Regions from separate parts of the Bombyx mori genome. Here region 1 is linked to region 2. The links are chromatin contacts, called in public Hi-C maps. All regions are on one chromosome and are shown on one strand. The core of a region is the stretch at or near the end of the contact, and the rest is flanking DNA. Distances in the headings are between cores, read along the strand shown.

Region 1 (4,477 bases), core at 346-2,845, 33 kb after region 2:
AGGGCAGCAGAGAAACACTTTGGCAAGAAAAGAAACTGAGTATTTATAAAACGGAGTTTTATTGCGTATTCCTTAAAATGTTATAAGTATCATAATTCTAACCATTTAATCATTCATGGACTACGATCTAAAGGTAATGTTAATACTATTGCAACCTCCACTTAATGTCGCGAAGTGAAAGTATTCAGTTTGTGATATTTATGGATTCCAGTAATCACTTAGCACCAGATGAACCGTGAGCACGTCTATCCGTCTATAATTATAAATACATATAACAACAGTCGTCAGATTAAGCAGCCAAAAAGTTTACGTAGAAATTTATATTTTGACCAATTATATTTTAATACACCTTTGCCATAAGAATTATCGAGTTATGAAAAAAAACGTTATTCCGATATTTTCGATTCCCGACGTTATTACGTTAAACTTTGACAAAATCTGTCTTGATAATGTAAATGATAATTTATATAACTGAGTGCATAAGCCACAGAGTATAAAGAACTTAAAATATAACAATACACATGTCATCGCTGCATGTGTGATGATTTTATAGTGAGTGGCCAGTATGACTCGTTTTGTTTTTTATGACTATAAATTTGTATAGTTCTCTTTAAACATGTTAAAAAGGTTATCGTCTGACAGATTTAGATTAATTTAGTATCATTGCGAATAATCGTGTCGCCTTTCTGCACTCTAAAGATTTGGGTGAAATAATCTTATTATTTTCAATACTTTTAATAGTTAAGTACAGCATCTAACTTTGAATAAAAATTTGAGGTTTCATAAAATTTTATTATAACAATGTAACAAGTAACAATGTAACTTACTTTGTAGTATAAGTACCTATTTCATAGTAAGGCAAAAAAATTGCGACTGCAAGAAAAAATAAAAACTGTCCCTTTGTAACTAATTTTCATAGTTTCATTTATTTTCAAATTATTTTAAAGGAACGAAAAAAATAAAGATACCTATTTCAGAACCACAATTGCAACCAAAAGTAAAACAGATAAAAAGTTTAAATCAACAAGAAACAAACATGTAAATATTTAAGGATAAATTACATTGATAATGATTTTTCAACGTATCTGGAGCCCTTCAACGCACCGTAATTAATCCATTAACTCAACCCATTAGTAATTAAAATACACAACTTATTTCCGCGTCGAAACGTCCTAAAGCGGTGTGTTTCACGTGTCATTGATCCTCGTCGCAATTAAGTTTCAGCTTTGATCGAGATACAAATCATAAATCCCCACCTGGTTCTTGGTCGTCACCAGCTGATATATTGTGTCTGGAGAAGTAAGCCTCAGACTGGGCGCAGGAAGTAGCGGCTCCGGCGGCGGCCCTGACCACCGCGACCACGCTCAAAAACACCATAAAACACCTCATGTTCACACCTTCACTAATACGAAAAAAAAAGTTTTTGTTTTTTTTTTTTAAATTTCGCTCTCGTTAGTTTTTGAATTCACTCGCGTACGCGCGTTCGTCGTGTCCAGCGATCGAGACGCGTGCACCCTCATCGGAGCGAATTCCCGGACTGGCCACAGAGTAGCGCCGGTCGCCGAGAACCGAACCGGCCGGCACCTCGAATTATTAACGATAAATAAATTTGACCCGCCGCGCCGAGCTTTTCGAAACTTGCATGCCGATTTAGCGAATCGAATCCGATTTTTATAGGAAATGACGTCAGTCCGTGAAAAATCGGTAAAAACGTGCTAATCCAAGGACAGATGAATCGTGAAGAGTATTATTGAGTATTTTAACATAGTTTTTTTTTATCATACAGTAAGAGGAATGTAAAGGCTGTTTTGATTGAATTGGATGATTTGTCCTTTAGTGCGGAGTAGTTTGTAGTTGTAATGGAGTTGTGTCGGCATCGCAATGTCTGTGTCTGATGGCTCGCCTGCATCAGCCAGGCGGCGTTGATGCGCGCGCATCTATCGAGCGCCCCCCGACGCCGCCCGCCAAATGCGCCACCTCACTAAATGCTAAACACGATGTATGGACACCCATTAATCATATTCAAATTATTTATTGTTGAAAGCCGTTTCATATGCGTACGAAAGTTAGCTCGGTCCGTTTCTGTAATCAAAGTTCTGATGTTACATCTTTTAAATGACAATCAAGATTGATCTTCATTATTAATGGATTCAAATAAAAATAAATTAACAATTCTCACACGTGCCACAACTGATCGACTATTTATGTGATGCTGCTTTTTTACTGTTTTATAATTAAGCTATATGGAGAATAAAGAAGCTTAAGGAAAGCTTTTAATTGAATATTTTGTTGGAGCTAATAAAACCGGACTAATTATGTTTTCGTATTGGGATAATCTGTTGATGAATTCAGTATTGCCAGAAGGAAGTTCGTTGGAAGGCTTACGGTGGAGGTTGACTAGAAATCGTCACGTAACGAAATAGCGAAATAACAAATGCTATTAATGATAAGCGTAGAGACTAAACTTGGATTTATTATTAACTATCAACCTACATATGAGTCGTCTATTATCAAAGGTGTCAATCTGTGCATTTGGACAAAAAAATGTTATTGATATGTCAATACAGATTGATTTGAATATAATCGTCTCCTTCAATGAATACGGTTCAAAACCTGCATTAAATAAAGGTTAATAATTAACCTGTTATTTATCTAAGATGTCGTTCCGAAGAGTTTTGTGACTGCCAATGGAATACAAAGTCAATAATTCGTTTTTCTGATTTACCAATAATTATCCAAAAGTCAGATTGCCGGCTTTGATAATAGTCGACTCATATATAGTTAATCTTAATTGTATTATAGAAACGTCAGGAAGAAATTTAAAAATTTCATCTTCGATAAATTAAAAACGACTATTTCAAAGCTTCTGATAGAAGTATGCTAACGTAAGAACTTAAGCAGAGATGAAACAATTCCAAAACAAATTATCATCGATCGACCTTTTTTAGACAAGTCAAAGAGCGATCAGGTGAGATACCGAAATTAAGGAACTTCATTTCTAACAGGGATCTCTGATTTAGGGATCTTTTATTGATATATACAATAATCTAATCAAAACTACATTTACGGTTTTTTTAATAATAATAATAGAAAAACGATTTAGCTATAATCGTAACAACTAATTACTAAGAACAAATGACGCACGGTTATCCAGCTCCATATTAGTATTATGTGTTACGGATACCAGAGACTGACATGCGTACATATATTTAATTATATATGTGCATATATAGGAAATAAACAACCAGACGAATAGCAAACAAACCTGTTCATCACACGATGTGGTAGATTCTGCGAAGCACTGCTCTTATTAGGGCCAGTGTTAGCAACACTTGCGGTTTGAGCCCCGTGAGCTCACCTACACATTAGGGAGAAGCTGAAATTGCCTCTCAAGGCTATCAACATAGGTAGGAAAAAAAATATCACACGAAAGTTTGCCCGATGTGGGAATCAAACCTACGACCCTCAGCGTAACGGTCAGGGCCGCGAACTACTGTACCATCGAGTCAGGCAAGCTTTAGAAGAATTAGAAAGCTTTAGAAAGAAGACAATTAATTAATCTAATTTATCAATAAACCACCTTATTTTACGTTTATGATAAAGTTTAATTAAGATTAACAGTAGATACTAGTTGCAGGATATTAAGTCATCTACTGATTGTGCGAGCCGTTATAAATAAAACACACTCAGATGCAAATTATCGCAATTACTATTCAACGAATCGCAATTGTTCGTCACAGAGTCACAACATTAACATGCTGATTGAACGAGTACAACGAAGGCATAAATAAACATTAAAGTGTTCCAGTCTTATAGTTTCTGCATTGACATTTTTAGACACGATCAAAACAAGATTATGAAGTTGCATTGACCGTGAAGTTGAATTGAAGTTATTCGAATCCCGCCAATACACAACTCTTTAATAAAAAAATTTTTGTTTGAGAATTTACTGGTGGCCCGGAGGCTTTTCCAGTTTTACCAGGGCAGGTGGGCGAGCAAAGGCTCAGCCAGGAGGGCACCTCTTTAATATATAAAGAAATACCTGAAATATGCCCACAAATATGAAATTAACGATGCCACGTATAATGAAAATCAAATCCGCGAAATGTATGCAACGACTGGTAGTAGGGTATAAACTGGGGTCGTACGGGTGATACTACCATCGTTCCTATTTCTGCCACGATGTAGTCATACGCTCGAAGGGTGCGATGGCTGTTATTAAAAAGCCCATTATCGATATTGTAAAAATGTTCACGGACTCGGAAAAGCACTTAAACCGATTGGGCCATTTTTTTCCCTACCTATGCTGATAGCCTTGAGAGGCTATATCAGCTTCTCCTTGACGTGTAGGCGAGCTCACGGGGCTCAAACCGGGAGTGTTGCTAACACTGGTCCTAACAAGAGCAGTGCTTCGCAGAATCTACCACCGGATCGGAAACGCGATCACTGAGAAGATCCGGCGAGAAACTTAGTGGGC
Region 2 (4,838 bases), core at 540-3,039:
TGATCTCGAATATTGTGTTTGTTTTGTTCAATTTAGAAAACCACTATGAGAGGGCGACTGTATTAAAAAAATAAATTGTTTTTTTTCTTCATACCTACTCGAAGGTAGGCAAATGGGTTATTCCAGCTTCTTGCGGACGGGTAGGTGAGCTCACGGGCTCGACCTAAGAGAATTTACTAGCAAGAGCAGTGCTTCGCTGAATCTACCACCGGATCGGAGTTGCGACCCACTGAAAAGATCTGGCAAGAAACTCACTCAGTGAGTTAATGGAAATTAGTTTAAAACCTGTCAAATTGGCGTCAAGCTGTTAGCGGAAGCTTTTTGAGTTGTAAAAAATCTTGAACTATAGATCTCGCGCTAAGTGATCTTGCCTTATAAGGTCCAGTGTGGGTGTGTCACGTGGGTGTCCGAAATTTTACTTAATCCATGCATCACGATAACTGACGTGTTACAGACATGGACAAAGAACAGTTTTTGTGTATGTGCCGCGTGTGTCGTTTGTCTGTCGGATTATTTCACTTGATTTACGAGGTTAAGGTTTAAGTAATTGTAAGCGAATTTATGAAAAAAATGTACTAGCATTATTACGTTATTTGACCTACTTTATGGTTCAGCAGGAAGTGCTCTTGACCGCTGGGCCGAGGGAAGTGGATTTGGTCCCACATCGGGCAAACATTCATGAGATGAACAGGCTTGTTTTCTCTCGGTCTAGGTGTTTAGTAGCCATCTAGGTATATGTTTATATTTCAACGTATATAAGTATGTATATCAGTCTCTGCTTCTCATAGTACAATCATTCCAAGTTTGTAACCGCTTTTTTTTATTGCGTAGATGGATGGACGAGCTCACAGCCCACCTGGTGCTAAGTTGTTACCGGAGCCCATAGACATCTACAACGTAAATGCCGCCACCCACCTTGAGATATAAGTTCTAAGGTCTCAGTATAGTTACAACAAGTGCCCCGCCCTTCAAACCGAAACGCCTTACTGCTTCACCGCAGAAATAGGCATGGTGGTGGTACCTACCCGCGCGGACTCACAAGAGGTCCTACCACCAGCTTATTATAATAACATTATTATGTGTAGACTAATAGACATGTTGTCTTCAATAACATTAAGTGTGGTCCTAGCTCATTTCCATTTCTTTTTTATTTATTTGTTAGTATTCATTTCCAAAAATTATGACAATAATTTTCAGATGCTTTTTTAAGCTACACAAATGCAGCAAATCATTTTGAGACACTAAATCCACATTTTAATAGTATTGTAAAGTGCAACCCTTATATTCAAGCTAAACCTAAAACAAACTTAAAGAAGTTGATATCTTCGGTAAGATTTGTATTGTGGCATAGCATTGCATCACTCAACAGGAAAACATTTTAATTATTATCCATTAAGCCAAGAAGACTTATATTGTAGGCAAACGAACATACGGCCCACCTGATAGTGAGCAGTTACCGTCGCCCATGGACTTCAGCAATGCCAGGAGCAGAGCGAAGCCGCTGCCTATCGAAATAAATAATAGGTCATATTTTATGCTTTTAAAAAAAGGACAGCGTCTTAAAAAAACAGTACTGTCCTGCCAAAAACCGTACGAATGGTCACCATAGCTGACAATTACACGGTTACTGTCGCCCATGGACTTCAGCAACGCCTAGGGGCAGAGCCAAGCCGCTGCCTACCGTGTCTATGTCTAAACTATGTTTTATTGCCGAAATCGTGTACTATACACACTCACAGAGGTGTCGATCAGTTTTATCACAACACAAACGTAACATTGCTGCAACGAACAATCAATTTTTATTTACACACGTCACTTACGAACAGCGTAGGCGGATACAGGAGGCTAATAACACTTAACACTGATAAATAAAGCATGTACATTTAATCTTAATTATACACCTACCTACTTATTTAAGTTGTTATGCTAATTGGTTTTATGTTATTTATTAATTACGCGACTTGTAAGTTAAGTGATGGGTATTATAAGGAAATTGTTCGCTCGGTTTTTATTGTTTACAAAATCTATCTCTAAATATATAAATGAATTGCTGTTCGTTAGTCTCGCTAAAACTCGAGAACGGCTGGATCGATTTGGCTAATTTTGGTCTTGAATTACTTATGGAAGTCCAGAGAAGGTTTAAAAGGCCAATATATATGAAAATGCTCGGAACGAAATAAAAATAATTAAATTAAATAAAAACAATTTTATTTTTTCTTTGATGTGTCCCCCGTCGGACGAATTCCTTTTGTTTGTTTTAAGTTTATTTTATAAATACAAAAATTTAGGTCTTTTATTTATCTATTGAGGCACTACGAAGTCTGCCGTGTCAGCTAGTATAATAATATTTATCATGTAGACAGGAAAGTACGTCTTTTCGGAAAGAGTTAATTCTTGATGTGACGCTATACTTTGCTGGATTGGAAGACGGTTATAAAGACTAGAAATATCTGAAAGAGTCTCAGGGATCAGGAAAGATGCAGTCCAGATGAACCAAAATCAGCAATCGACCTCAAAATAAAGATTGAAATTTAAGAACGTATTAAATCCCCGAACGAAAAATAATATAGATATATAAATTCCACATAACTTAGTAAAGTTCTTTACATGATCGTGGGTAAGGAGAGGAAACAGGAGTCTCTGTATAAGGAACAATTTAGTAGGTGGTATTGTAAAAGATGTCGTGGACGAAACCACATGCGCTGGACTGATCAAATGAAAATCCTTACCAAAATCCCACTTAACGTGTGCGTGCGCCAAGAGAACAGCTGTCAAGGCTTTAATAAACAAGGATTCCGCTTGACCACAACTGTTCTGCCAAGAGTAACCGACTGTGATGATGATGATCGTAAAAATCTTTGCTAAGCAAATCTTTTTAAATTATGTAAGTTGTCTTTAAGAAAACACCCTTTTCAATACTGTGTGAACCAAAGAAAATAGCTTACGTTAAATAAAAGAAGGTGTCACTTTTACGAGACTTCTGTTGAATGCTTTTTCCGGACGCACATTAGATAAAACTAGCGATCCGCTCTCGCTTCGCTTGGGAAATTTTAATTTATTATTGATTTATCCACTATTTAATGAATGTTATTATACACATTCCTTACACACATACCTTCCTCTTCAATCACTCTATCTATTAAAAAAAACGCATCAAAATCCGTTGCGTAGTTTTAAAGATTTAAGCATACATAGAGATATAGGAACAGAGAAAGCGACTTTGTTTTATACTATGCAGTGAAGAGGCAATGTAATACATAAAATGAATCTAAGTCTTGGGGTGTCTATGATTGTGGTCGAATTTCAATCACTGGATGAACATTAACTTTGATCAATTCAGGTGCTTTTAGGTATTCCGAGCACCGATCACGATTGGGTGGGGAGTGGGTTGCGATTCCAATCTGGCGGCAGATTCAGCAACGCACTACTGTTGCCAGGGTAAATGTTAGCAAACGCTCTCAGACTGAGCCCCGTGAGCTTGCCCACCTACAAAGGCGAAGCCAGTGTGCTTATTGCGAGTTTTAAACGTTCTCGATAGCGTAAAAGTTAACACAAATTTGTACGGAGTTCGAACAGCGCCCCCTAGTGGCAAACGTAGGCAAACGATCCAACTCCATACAAAATTGAGTTAACTTTTACGCTATCGAAAACTTTAAAAACTCGCATCTTAATGCCTTATAATCACATGTAATGTTACTTAATGTTACTTATAACCAGAATATCTCCACGAAGCTGCTAATAGGTAGGCAAAAAAAAAAGATTACTAGACGTATTTTTGACAACAGGTACGTTTTATGAAGTATTATAGTTTCACCTATTGCCACTACTATTTTAAGTCAGCAAATACTCACCTCAAGAGTAAGACCTCTGGAATCCAATCCTAAATAAATGCGCGTACATTCCGCGCTACACTTACATCATTTAAGTTTAAATAAATATTGATTTGAAAGTTGGAACGCGGTCTGGCGCCATGTTCTCTAATGTTTCCCACGTTCAATGATTAACAGCCTTCGACAGTATAATTGAATTCATTTTAAAAACTAGAAAAAAATCCAGATAATTTGAAACTACTTGTTTTAACAACATATTCTCGTTTGAACACTACATATGTTTAAGCGGTATACGATATGTTCGTCACAATGATAATTTTTCTCCTACCTACGCCGAAAGTTCGGTTTTCTTCCCGCTGCACAGGGAAGAAAGTGTAACTTTTTCTCCTTGGGTACAAGTGCGCATGCGCGTTAGTGTCTACGTCTGCTCTCACGCACCTAAAATTTTCCGCCATTGTTGTGCTCGGGTAATTTGCAATATTGTGTTTAATGTAAAAGTGAAATAAACAAAAGGCAATAAAGTTTAATAGTGAAATATTAAACAAAGATGAGTTCATCCGACATTTCTTATTCAATTAGTAGTAGTTTATTTAAAAATTAAAAAACAGTTAAATTGTTTTTTTATGAGTTAGGGGGGGCTCCGCCCCCCCCCCCCCTACACCCAGCCAGGGTTTCGCCCCTGGACCCCGGCTCCGTACTCCACGAACTTTCCGCCTGGTAGGAGAAAAAATAGTACGTGCACCGCGGGAGAATGGTGGCAATTTTACACGCGGGAGGAAATGTCCAACTTTTCTCCCTTGGTGCACAATGTACTATTGTAATTTTTTTACTTGCTCTAAAGCAAGTGAGACAGGTAAAGGAGCTCATAGCCTCCTGGCATAAGGTGGTTAGCGACAGCCACTGACCGTGAGCAACATCAATCACCTTAGGACTTCATCTTGAAGTCTCAATGTATGGTGACGCAGGTGAGCGTCACCTTAAACGTGAGCTGATGAGCTGAAAGGGAGC

Evidence for each region. Hi-C and Micro-C count contacts between places; a contact is called where the count stands out from the background.
Region 1: a contact with region 2 is called in a Hi-C map of whole pupa, with 5 times the contacts expected there. The contact joins the promoter of LOC101743158 here to the enhancer-like site in region 2. A contact is called at or near these places in 2 of 7 Hi-C or Micro-C datasets (both in whole pupa).

The regions. Positions count from the first base shown.
Region 1 is chr15:13,136,524-13,141,000 of ASM3026992v2, forward strand. LOC101743158 (division abnormally delayed protein) reads right to left here and starts at 1,596. Exons shown (of 9, transcript XM_004922946.5): 1 at 1,257-1,596. The coding sequence starts at 1,389.
Region 2 is chr15:13,103,327-13,108,164 of ASM3026992v2, forward strand. All of the region lies in intron 1 of LOC101743158 (division abnormally delayed protein), which reads right to left. Among protein-coding and RNA genes, the nearest start is that of LOC134200261, 9.6 kb to the right of the region's middle. Within about 2 kb of position 1,790, at least 3 of the 8 cell types and tissues checked have open chromatin away from gene starts, as enhancers often do.